Linked DNA regions of Zea mays: region 2 is linked to region 1. The links are chromatin contacts, called in public Hi-C maps. All regions are on one chromosome and are shown on one strand. The core of a region is the stretch at or near the end of the contact, and the rest is flanking DNA. Distances in the headings are between cores, read along the strand shown.

What was found. Hi-C and Micro-C count contacts between places; a contact is called where the count stands out from the background.
Region 2: a Hi-C map of leaf shows a contact between it and region 1, with 7 times the contacts expected there. The contact joins the promoter of LOC100286089 here to the promoter of LOC100192647 in region 1. A contact is called at or near these places in 3 of 25 Hi-C or Micro-C datasets (ear and leaf).

Annotation. Positions count from the first base shown.
Region 1 is chr1:7,979,511-7,986,050 of Zm-B73-REFERENCE-NAM-5.0, forward strand. It overlaps LOC100192647 (sterol methyl transferase 2), which reads left to right and starts at 1,850. Exons shown (of 1, transcript NM_001137859.2): 1 at 1,850-3,599. The coding sequence starts at 2,174. The coding sequence ends at 3,289.
Region 2 is chr1:8,223,435-8,230,015 of Zm-B73-REFERENCE-NAM-5.0, forward strand. LOC100286089 reads right to left here and starts at 3,253. Exons shown (of 5, transcript NM_001414391.1): 1 at 2,788-3,253; 2 at 2,044-2,480; 3 at 1,254-1,621; 4 at 431-667. The coding sequence starts at 2,365.

The DNA of each region.
Region 1 (6,540 bases), core at 600-3,099:
ATTTATATAACTATTGGAGCTGCTTTTACAACACCAAGCTTTTGCTACCTCGAAGGTCTAATGACGCTTTAATGAACCAGCAATCAACAAGGCACAAAAGTACTACCTCCGTTATCGAATAGTTATCGTCCGCTAATTTATTTTTAAATTAAACGCGACTAATAAAATAAACGGAGGGAGTAAGTTACTCTTTTAGTAAGGACAAAATAAAAAAAATGGGAGAAGGAAAGTGGGTCTTGACATATTAAACCGAAAGAAGCCAGTGAGCCTGCGTTGTTGTATATATACCATAAAAGTTGAAGTCCTCCATTGATCTCACGAGGAAGGTTGCTAGGGAAAAAACAACTAGTATGGCTTACGATAATACGAATGGTATAGGCAATTATTAGACCACACCTTTAGAGCTGATTTGGTGACCCGGGAGTATCGGAGGGGATTGAGGAGAAAATTAGTTCATTTCCCCCTCAATTCCCTCTAATCCTCCCGGGATCCCCTTGTCACCAAATCAAACCTTAGGTCCGTTTGAATCCTAGAATCTCATATATAATCCACTTCAGCTTAGATAATATAGATTTTTTTTAGAATCTCCAGTCCTCCAAGCGGGACCTTAGCCCCTTCGGGTGAAAACGAGAATAAAATCAATTTCATTTGGTCTTAGCTCACACTGTGCCAATTGGCAGCTAGGTTTTGGCTAGAACAACACAACAACTGCATGTAACCTGGCTTGAGGGAAACAAACTGATTGTGTGCACATGGCGCATGTACTGGCTGGTAGCATAATTGATGTGAGTAAAAAAAAGCCTGATTGGCTGGCCTCCATGTAAGGTTGCCTGGCGCCAGCAGTGCTGCAACATGGATACTAGCAAGTATAAACACACCCCTCATATTTTTGCATCAATGTAGTTTGGATTTGTAGCTAGTGCGCATGAGCTCGCAACGTAAGATCGTCTGTAGCCCATAGTTTACCTAAAACTACCGTTTTGTACAGTTTTACATTGCAGACTGTACCGTTTACGTAGTAAAGTTTGAATATAGGTATGTGTATATATAAGCTGTTGTTAGATAGTCTAACACGTAAGCATCCAACTATCTTTTGTTTGTAGATGGCTATTTTACAGAGAAGTTATGATTATGGCTTGTAAATACTTGTTTACAACACTTGGAAGAGAAACCAAGTCATAACACAATTGGTCTTATAGATGATTATCCACGCTTATATTCATAGTTTATTAAAACTAGTTTTGCATTATAAGCTATACTGTTTACATAGTAAAATTTGAATATAATTATGTGTATATATAAGCTGCCTAATACGTAACTATCCAACTATGCGTTGTCTGTATATGGCTGGTTATAACTTGTAAATACTTGTATACAGCACTTGTTGCGTTCCTCTCGATCTTTGTCCAGTCGCCGCCTGCAACGAATTCGATCGTCTAGTCAAGGATGAGACGACCACTCACTCACCACCGCAGGACGCATGCGGTTTGTCAGCAACCTTTTTCTCTCAAAGAAACATTATCTGAAGCGACGCGAGCGGGAGGTGAAGAAAGAGATAGGCGAAGGCAACTGTGCGTGGAGTGGAGGCGGCGGCCGGCGGGGTCGACGAAAGGACCAAGGCCCACGTACGGCACACATGGCAGGCTGTCCATGCCAACCGGGTCTCATCAGACTGCCAGCGAGCTAGCCGAGCTGAGCCGAGCGCCCGCGTCGTGGCCCCGGCGCCCCGTGCCGAAAACAATCTGGCTGGCTGGAGCCCACCGCCCCCAAACTTTCCTCCCTCCTCGTTTCTTCCACCTCCCTCTCCATCGCACGCGCATCTTGGCACGGCACGGCCACGACCCTTCATCTCATAAAAAAATAACTCGGCAGCCGCAAACCCTGCGGGGTGCGGGCCGCGCGTCCCCTGACGCATCCGCACTGGTCTCGGCGCAGCCGTCCGATCAGATCGCAGGCTCTCAGCACCCCTCATCTGCGCCGCACTCAGCGCTATTACTTTACTAGTATACAGTAGTACCAAAAAAAAAAATCACCTTGCTCACGCGCGCTCTGCCCCGCTTGCTATATCCTCCTAGAGCCCAGCCAAATCCCCCGACGTCCTCCTGTTCATCTCCTCTTCTCCCTCTCCTCCTCCTCCTCCTCCTCGTCCCCCTTCCTCGGGTTGGAAATTGGAATGGAGGCGGCGACGATGGCGTGGACGGCGGCGGTGGTCGGGGCGGGGCTGGTGTACTGGTTCGTGTGGGTGATGGGCGCGGCGGAGGTGAAGGGCAAGCGGGCGGTGGATCTCAAGATGGGATCCATCACGCGGGACAAGGTGCAGGACAAGTACACCCAGTACTGGTCCTTCTTCCGCCGCCCCAAGGAGACGGCCACCACGGCGGCGTCGGCGGAGAAGGTGCCGGCCTTCGTGGACACCTTCTACAACCTGGTGACCGACATCTACGAGTGGGGCTGGGGCCAGTCGTTCCACTTCTCGCCGTCCCTGCCCGGCCGCTCCCACCGCGACGCCACGCGCGTCCACGAGGAGCGCGTGGCCGACCTCCTCGGCGCCCGGCCGGGCCACCGCCTCCTCGACGTGGGCTGCGGCGTCGGCGGGCCCATGCGCGCCATCGCCGCGCACTCGGGGTCCGACGTCGTCGGCATCACCATCAACGAGTACCAGGTGAAGCGCGCCCGCGCGCACAACCGCAAGGCCGGCCTCGACTCCCCCCGCTGCGAGGTCGTCTGCGGCAACTTCCTCTCCATGCCCTTCCCGGACGCGTCCTTCGACGGCGCCTACTCCATCGAGGCCACCTGCCACGCGCCCAGGCTGCAGGACGTCTACGGCGAGGTCTACCGCGTGCTCAAGCCGGGGCGCCTCTACGTCTCCTACGAGTGGGTCACCACCCCGCTGTACCACGCCGAGGACCCGGGCCACGTCGAGTGCGTCCACGGCATCGAGCGCGGCGACGCGCTCCCGGGGCTCCGCCGCCAGGACGAGATCGCGGCCATCGCCAAGGAGGCCGGCTTCGAGGTGCTCAAGGAGCAGGACCTGGCGCTGCCCCCCGCGCTGCCCTGGTGGACGCGCCTCAAGATGGGCCGCATCGCCTACTGGCGCAACTCCATCGTCGTCCGCGTGCTCACCCTGCTCCGGATCGCGCCCAAGGGCGTCTCCGAGGTGCACGAGATGCTGTACGAGACCGCGCAGCACCTCACCCGCGGCGGCGAGACCGGCATCTTCACGCCCATGCACATGGTGCTCCTCCGCAAGCCGCCCGCCGCCGCATCCACCGAGGAGGAGGCCAAATAGTGTTTTAAGAGAAATAACCTGGCAGAAGCAGCAGCAGAGGTAAGAAGAGCGAGCTACTCGGCGACTTGAACAAGTGAAAACTTCATCTGTTAGAGAAGAAGAAGATACTACTAGGAACCATGCTTGTCTCGTTTACTCTTTTTTTTTCCTTGTCCCCATTCTTCTTCGTAGCTTTCACTTTTATTTTTTTTTGTTTTTCTGGTGGACGGATTATTCCGTTGGGGACGAGGTCGGGATTTAAATTTGCTTGATCGTGGAGATCCATCTATAATCTATCATCATCATAAGCCATGTTTTGTCTGCTAAGAGTACATTGGAATTGAACTCTCTAACCTAATTGTTATTACCTGCTTGCTTTTATGCTTGGTGAGATCTGCTACCCTTGTTCCGTTTTCCACGGGCCGGCCCCGGTGAAAAAGGGGCGAAAAACTTTAGATTATCTGCAAGTTGCGAGTGGTGGTCCAGCTTGCAAGTTGCGAGAGAAAGAGCGGCGTGTCTGGGTGTCACGAGCTATCTCGTCCTCTATGGCAACTGGGGCCCGAGATCGGATCTGAAATGTTGTTTACATTTGGAGCAGTAGGTTGAGAGATAGGGATGGTTCCGTGGGACCATCTGTTAAGTGGGATGGGATGACACTCTTTTGCATCCAACGATCTTAATATTTTATCTATTGACGATCTCGAGCTTGAAGCCATCTGACCTGCGCGTGCGAGTTAAACCTTGATCAAGACCCTATATTTCCTAATAGAATAAATTTGTGTACGAGCCTTTACCTACTAAAATGCCACACTAATATTTCACCTAGAATTATTTTATTCCTGAAAACCAAACACAAAAGAAGGGGATGCGGACAAGCCGGGCACGTGAGCGCGTCACGGAGGCCGATGCGATGCGCGCCACCGTTTTCTTTTCTGCACCACGCAGGGTCGGAAAAAGCTGGCTTTGCTTTGCTTTGCTTTCCTTTCTCCGCGCGGTCGTGGATCGTGGCCCCTCCCGCGCGCGCCACTAGTCCGATCAGGCAGTAGGGACGGGTGGATACGAGGAGAGGAGCGGAGAAAATATCCGTTGGGGGCACGGGGCAGTGGGGACGGACGGGCGTGTAGGACTCTAGGTGCGGCGTGGCAATGGGTGCGGGTGGTGGGGCCTGTATCGCATCGTGTCAGCGGCGTGCAGGATCGGTCGCTGTCAGAGGAAGGGCGGTGGCATGTGCAGGGAGAGCAAAAAGAACGACGTTTGCAGGTTTATGTCGGGCTACTGGACCTATGCTACTACTTTCACGAGTTCGGATACTATTTCCAATTGAATTTGATGCTCCTCCTAATCTTGTCTCTCTCTTTTTTTTAGCACGGGTCTGTCTATACCGTTAGTGAAATGACTCTAAACCATTTTATATATCGATTTTTGTGTTTGATGAACATCAAAGTTATTCGGACCGAGTAGTTTATCTAAGTTTTAATTCACATCTTCATAAATTGAACAATTCAGTTTTCAAGTCATAATCAACTTAAATTAAACCAAAAAAGGATAAAACTTATAATAGATAAACCACCAATAGTTCTATAGTTTGGATAAACTTCTAAATACCCCTAAAAACTAGCAATATTTCAGTTTCAACATTTCACTCTTTTGGGACGATTTTGAGCTACAGCAGGAATATGAGTTGAAGAAAATTAAACAACAATGTTTTATCAATTAGACTAGTTAAAAAGTCACTAAATATATTTGTTTAAGTAATAGAAACACTCTAAGTACATCTAAACTCGTTTGAAGAAGATATGCCAAAGTTTGCCCAAGTTGTTCTATACAGAGGTGCACCGGACCGAGTGCGCAGAGGGTTCTGCAATCGCAAGGCGTCTGGAGCACTGAACCGGACCGGTGGGTCGTCAAACCGAAGTTCCAGAGAGTTTTTTTTGGGGCTAATTATAGGTTGGTGGGTCAGACCTGTCCGATGAGTTACCAGACTGTTTAACAGGTTCAACAGTCAACTGCTTCTCTAATGGCTCTGCTGATGTGGTGATGGTCTGATGCACATGTCAGCAACAAACTGATAGGGATCCGGTGCGCGTCCGGATCGACACTATTCACGGTCTGGTGTGACACATAAACGTGCGAATTTCTTCACTTAGCTCCATCGACTATGTGGGGTGGTTGCTATAAATACTCCCAACTAGCATATTGAAGACACAAGTCACTGGTGCGGCAGCTAATAGCTCACTTCTTAAATCTTCTATCTTTTTGGGGCTCTTTTGGTCTTGTGTCTTAGACTTGAGCTTATTATTTGTAAGTCTTGTAGGAGTATTTTACGTATTCTTTTGAGGTGTTGTATCCTTAGACTCTAAGTTCAATGCACTTCACATTCTATGAACTGCTCAATGGTTTTGGTGACCGTTTGAGAGAGGAAAATGGTTGAAATAGATACGTCCTTTATGGAATCCTCAACGAAGAGTAAGTTCTTTGGAACCGAAACTCACGAAACAAATCACCCGCATTTTTTTTGTGTTTAATCCTCGCTTGCGACTTACTTCTTTCTCTCTCCTCCTCTCTCTCCGGTTCTTTATGGAATCCTCAACGAAGAGTAAGTTCTTTGGAACCGAAACTCACGAAACAAATCACCCGCATTTTTTGTTGTGTTTAATCCTCGCTTGCGACTTACTTCTTTCTCTCTCCTCCTCTCTCTCCGGTTCTCTTGCTTGCACTTGATCCCGTACCAATTAAGTTGCTCCAAAAGTAATCTGGAATCATTTGAGTACCTCGTGCAAGAAGAACTATCTCTCCATAAAACAACTATTTATTCTCCATATGCTGTAATGGTAGCCATAAACGGAGGAAAAAGTACACCGGTAAATTACCTGCAAAGGAGAAGTAAGTTTACCATTAAAAACCAAATCATTTGTACATAGCGAAAGCGACCACATCAAGGCAACTTGTGGAGCACTACTAAACCCGCGCTCTTGGCAACTACTCCTGTATATTGGTACTATATATGAAGCAGGAGTAATGAGCTTGTTCGCTGCGGCTTGCTGCGGCTGCAATCCGGCTGCGGCTGCGGCTTCTACAGTATTTTTCTCTCTATGGATTGCAGCTGCAGCAGTCCAAACAGCTGCAACAGTGTCGGCTTGTAGCCAGCCGAACACTGTTAACAAAGGCTTGGCTACTAGTAGTAGTATAATGCGACGGGGCGATCTGGATCTCAGTCGTCCAGGCATATGCATATGCATCCGTACCAGGTCGGGGGTACAGGGATGTACGTG
Region 2 (6,581 bases), core at 2,003-4,502, 250 kb after region 1:
ACAGACCGTTAGAAACTTGAAGGTATTAGGTATGCTTAAGCTTAGCGATCCAGATTATGTAACAGCTTGTATGCCACAGGCATTAGGTATGCTTAAGCTTAGCAATCCAGATTATGTAACAGCTTGTATGCCATACGTTGCGAGTTACATCCACATTTTAATTATCTATCTATTTCATTCAAACGTTCCAGTTTGACTCGAATCATTCAACTGTAGCGGTTGAAAAGCTGAATATGCAAACTATTTTATATATTTCACTACTGCACAAAAAAGCATCATTGTATTAATTTAAGAGAACTGCTATCCATCCACAGGATATATTCATCAAAGAGCCAATTAGATGGAATGGTATCAATGGAATGGTATCAAGCCTCAAAAGAAAAGTAGATTTCAACTCATAGAAATTGTAGTGCGAATCAAGAAAACATACATTGTGTGGACTACTTTGGACAAGGTCAACTGCTTCCTTATTGCTGAGGTGCTCCCATAGACCATCAGAAGCAAATATAACAAATTGATCATTTGGCTGTATTCGATGTTCAGTAATTTGAGGTTCAGAACTAAGGATCGGCCTCTGGAAGGTTTCTCGAAGCCGAAACTTGCTGTGAAGTGGTTCTCTGTTGTACTCTGGTTTCTTTAGATATACATCTCCAATAGATCTTGAGATCTGCAGAAATGACCTCACCTCATAAGTAATATCGCATAAAGTATGCTGACAAGACTACATGAATAAGAACCAACAATAGAAACTGAGGGTGCTTGATGGTTTTGTGAAGAAATAAACAATAGCAGCACTAAATACATCATTGCTCCTAGATATGGTTGGTGCACTCACCTTCACCTTTCATTAAAATGAAAGGCTGAACAATGAGGGTTAAGGGGGAGGAGTGGTAGTGAGTGGCATATTATATTGCACCACAAGTTACATCTTAGCATCCACAGAAATTTTGAGATATATGACAAGAATCACACTGATTATTGACAGCTGATGATGGACCCTACGATGACATAACTATAAATCGTGCAGACAACTTTAGCTCTAGGAATGAGAACTTACCTGATACCTAACTTGTGAGAAATAATGCATATATGAAAGTCATTATCGGTTCCCCACAAAGAGGAAAGTGGGATTATGACGAGAGCAATAGATGACATCAAAAGTTCAAAAAAAATCAAAGACTAATTGGCTAGACGTGTGTACACCATAGAGTAAAAAATTAGCAACCTGATCCAGAGTACATATTTTTGTCTACCTGGATGAGACCCTTCACTCGCCAAACATTGTGTTTGAGAACCACAATATGTGGATCGTCAGGATGTGATGACTGCAGTTCTTGTCTAACTTCCTCATAGCACGCATTGTGCTCCGATGACAACTGCATGGCCACGACCTCTCCAGTTGCCTTAACAAGCCTTCCAAGAACTGCACGTGAGTCACCCAGGTTTGCAACATAGAGAGTCCCAGCACAGATTACACCAACAAGGCAGCAGGAGCCCACTGAAGCAATCTGAGGCTTCAAAGACCATTCCTTGCTGACTAGAGAAAGAAAGCCCTCCTCAGTTGCTTGGAAAGCTTTCCGGATCACGTCCGCTGACATAAACTTGTGCTCAGTTGCAAACCCTGGAAAACACTAAATAGTTTTAATACATCAAACAGATTAAGAAAGCTAAGAGTAAGTAATGTTACATACAGAGTCAAGACAGTATATCAGAACCAAGTTAGATAATTAAATAAATCAGTGTTTTATTTTTCTGGGATAACCTTAATACAATTCCAACTGCCATCCTATCCCGATCATCATATGCAAGTTTACCAATCAGATCTACCAAAACAATTATCATTTCAATTCTGAAGGCAATAAGTACAAAGACACCTTTTGAGACAGAGTCAGCATCAGCATCATGCTAGTAGTCATAGAAATGCTACCCGTAATCAAAGCAACACAAGAAAAAGTTGGGACTTGATAATTGCTTCATCATTAGTACCTCTAAGCAGCTAAAAGAAGAGGAATCATAAGTAACTTTGACATATCGAGTCCTTACTTCTGAGATGGTTGAAGAGGTGGTCATTGATGAACCGGGACGTCTCAGGACCGCCATGGCCATCATAGACGCCGACGAAGGTGCCCTGCGGGCCCGGGTCAGCCAGGGAGAGCGATCCGGACTCCACTTGGCTCTGGTCCTCAAGCAGCTGGTTGGCCTGCACCACGGCCATGGAGAACTCCCCAGTGACGAGCTGACCGGCGTCCTTGTACCAGAGGAGACCGTCCTGCCGGCCGGCGGCGTCGGGGCCCTTCCCCCTGTGCCCGTCACCCGATCGCGGGCCCCAGCAGGAGCTGAAATAGTCCATCACCGCGGCCAGCATCCCTCATCTCATCGCCCTCCTCTCCACGCGGTTTCTTGACGGCATCCTCAAGGGACCCAGGTCGCTCTTATAGTCTTTCTCTCCGCACCGCCCTTTCAGGCTCTTCCTTCCTCCCCTGCGCAACTAAAACAACAGATGCAATCAAATCAAAACGAGTTTTAAAAAAAGGCAATAATTTTTGTATGCGGTTAAGCTGGTGGATCGTATCGTATGCTGGGATCCAAGAAAACTTGCGGCCAACTCATCATCTCGTATGCATCAAGCGTCGTCCAGTGTAGGCGGCAGAAACAGATCAAGGGACAAGAGGCGACAGTTGAATTTGAAGCTTAACAGTCGGACCTAAGACTACACGATTACTCCAGTGGCGGTCGGACAGTTTAGCAACGGTGGACGGATGGGGAGGGAGAAGAAAAAGGGCTCACCTTTTCCCTGAGAACTCCCCTGTCAACTTCGTGCTCGGATTCCTGGAGTCCACCCAGCAGGTGGCTCGGATCTGGAGAACAATCAAAGCCCCGGCACACCAATAGCTAGGATTAGTTGGACTGGCGGCTGCTCTCCCGGATCAAAGAGAATCAAGCTAACAAGCTGGATAAAAAAAAACTCCTTTTGCCCCCCTTGAGCTCTCTCTCTCTCTCTCTCTCTCTCTCTCTCCACTCTCCCTCCGGCAGGCAGCTCTGCCCAATCTGCGTGTTGAAGATCGGCTCCGAGGTCTCTACTCTCTGATGCAGAGACTAGTATGCGCACAGGTGAGAACAGGCGCAAATCTAAGGAGACAAAAAAAACCCTAATAAAAGAAGGGGGAGGAACAATCGAGGAAGGGGAAGGGAGGGAGAGGTCAGAGCCAGCAAGGCAGGGCGCAGAGATGGGCTCTACCAATCCTGATTTGTGTGTGACCACTGACCAGTGGTGTCGTAGGCCTTCGTTCGGTCCCTAAAATCAGTTTCCACGTTGGATTCACCCACTGCAACAAAAGCACCCTTTTTTATTGCCTTTCTTATTTTGATGGTGGTGGAAGTATTATTTCTGTACTGCCATAATAATACTTCCACAGTCAGGGCCCTTGCAATGTACGCCAGCATTTTCCAGATACAGATTGTAAGTCATTTAAATCAGCGACACGGTCTTAAAATAAAGATTTATCTAATAGTTTTTGTTAAAATATAAATAAACTCTTATTACATTTATAGCTTTGTAAAAATACTTTTTGAGACAAATCGATGCATATGACTATTAGATTTCGACACTAAATAACAAAATGGTTATTTGTAGTTAATTTAAATCTTGTCTAGAACAACTTATAATTTAGATCTAGAAGGAGTAGTTCACATACTCTTTTAACAAATAATATTGTAGAAAATCAGACGTTGGGTAACCTATGAACTATATATGTTCTTTCGACAAATATTGCAGAAAACCACATACATTCCAACATACTCTCTTCTCTCTCCATTTTTACACGTATTGGTTTTATGCAGAATGAAATATTTCTAACTTTAATCATTGGTTTTAAAAATAAATATATTAATAACATAAAACTTGTGTTTTTAGATTTACTACAATAAAAAGAACCAGTTTCCACTGTTGTCGTGCTTCAACACTTTTGCAATAAAACGTTATATTTATTAATAATTAATACGTGGTCCAACACTCCCCATCCCGGCTCCCTCTCTCCCACGGCGACAATAGAACCGCCATGTCGTCGGGTCGCCCGTCCGCCTCGCGACGTCCCTAGCCTAGTGACGCGTCCCGATGACCCCACCACTCTCTTGGCTCGATGGGGACATCCGCGCCGTCCTGCATGCTCTTGGCCCTAATATCAACGTTGTTCTTGTTCCTCCCCTCATTCACGCCCACCAGCGCACGCGAGGTCGCGCTGGACGAAGAGGTGGCAGAGTATAAGTCCACCTATGCTATGAAGTTAACTGGGATAGGGATGACTGGAAAGAAAATGAGAGGATCCACTACAGTTGCGGGAAGGATAGAGACATGGAAGGGAGGGGACATGGGGAGAGGGAACATGCACCGACTTAGAGAGAGGGAAATGAAACGATAGCGGAGTAACCGGAGCCGCTTGGAACAACGTTGTGTCGAGAAAGAGGAGATGGAAGCGAGTAAGTACACATAAGGTAGTAAGAATACAATTATTAACCTAAATAGATTGTACGAGTCACTCATCAAATATGATTGTGTGATTTTTATGACATATATGACTTATGTGTCATGAAACTATATTTTATTTAAATGATGGGTAAAGATGCAAATAGTTAATTTAGAGCAAAATAACGTGACATCGAAAAAGAACCGAGGGGTAATATTCAGAAAAAGTGGGTCCTGCTAGACTGCTAGTTAGTGTTATTGTTATAGTTCGAAATGATGAGCTTTTATTTCTCTTATAACACTTCTCATGACTTGGGATCTTTCAGTCTTTTTTATAAGCTAGGACGATTTGACGAAGGCAAGCAGGCAGCAGCGAAGTAATAAAGGTTATATAAAGCGCTTGGCACGGCCACGCCGGTGAGCTGCATGGCGTCGGTGAGCACCGGGGGGCGCGTCGTGCCGGTCTCGCCGGGGGGGTCAAGTGGGGGTGCGCGAAGAAAGGGTCTGGCCGTCTGGGAGAAAATGTGTGGGATTTTGATTTGATGGCGAGAGCGACCAGGTTAGGTCGTGACAGTGCGGAGTGGTCCAGCTTCCAACGCCGAGCCCGACCCCGGCACTAGCTAGCTAGTCCAACCCAGCTCGCGCCTCTCTCTGGGACTGGGAGCCTCGTCTCGTGCATGGCGGCCCCATCAGCGCGGACGAATGCCTGGCTGTCCTGGCCTAATTAATCGCGCAACTAGCCGACTAGTATGCGCCTGTCGGGTGGGGCTGCCGGGGGTTGCTGGGGGTGGACTGGTGGTGGCATTTCCTTTCGCTCCGCGCCAGGCCCGGCCAATCTCCAATCACCCACCCGTAGCGTAGTGCGCCCGCGGGGTCGCACGGACCGGCACCGTGTCGTATCTGCATGCGCAACGGGACAGGCCCTCGGAGGCCCGCCTGCCGCCTCTACTGGCCTGGCCACCCCGCCAGCCTGACCGGCGAACCCGCCGACCAGTCACAACTCACGTAGTACGTACGTGGGGCTCGCTCGCTCAGTCGGCAGTCGCTCTCGTCCGGCCATGTAAAACGTGCGTGCGTTGGAGAGTAGTAGTAGAGACGACTGCGGGTGCGGGACAGGGCGGCGGGCGCGCATGCATGCGAGATGTTCCGGCCGGTTCCTTCCTCGGCCACTGGAGCTGGACCCGGCCTGTGCCCTCTCTGTGTCTTGTTGCCAGCAGGTGTCCAGTGGCCTAGATGGACGGATATGCATGGGTCCTGCTGTCTGTCGTCCTCCTAGTCGCCAGGGACGCTGGCCGGCCGCCGGCCGAGGTGCAGTGCAAGGCTGGAACGGCGGACGACGCTGCTGCAGTGCGGAGAGAAAACCCAGCCGAGCAGAGCACGCGCTCAAGCTCAAGTAACACCGCCTCCGAGCACCAGCTTGCAAACAGAATCGGACAGTGACGCGTGACGACCGGCCGGCTCGTCCTTGCCGCTGCCGCGCGCCACCGTCCATATATAGGCCGTTGTACTGTGTACGAGTATGCGTGTGCGTGTCAACTGTGTGGAGTCTATGAATAGAGGAGCAGTACTGTGTTAGGCGCTGCCTGCCTATAGAGCTACTGCACAGTAGTAGAGTGAGTCTACAGAACATATTCATGCCCGATCACCGTGTGTTGTCACCAGCAGAGAAGTCCGTCCGGCCAAACCGCACGGGACGACGACGACGACACTATGCGCTCGCCTCGAATGTCGTGGCGTGGTCCGTCCGGTGGTCGCGCTCCCCTTCCGTTGGTTGCGTTGCGGCAATGCCAGGCTGGATCGTCCGGGCCGACGAGTACAGCGTTGCATTGCATGCGATCGTCGCGCGCCGTCCACCCCGGCCACCACCTCACGTAGCAGCAGAGCAGACCCAGGCGCATGCAGCTAGCTCGAGCTGCGCTGCGGACAACGTACACAGGCACAGCACGTCAGCTGCGGGATGGGCACGCGCGGTGTGCTGGCTTCAGCTAGCGTGTGATGAGAAAGAAGCAGCAAGCTAGGGGCTGGTCTTTCCTCTCCTTTCCGACAGCTCTTGTGCCTTCCCTTGCATGATTGCATCATCCCCTGTCGACTTGCCGCGGAGGCGGAGCGCTTTTCTGCC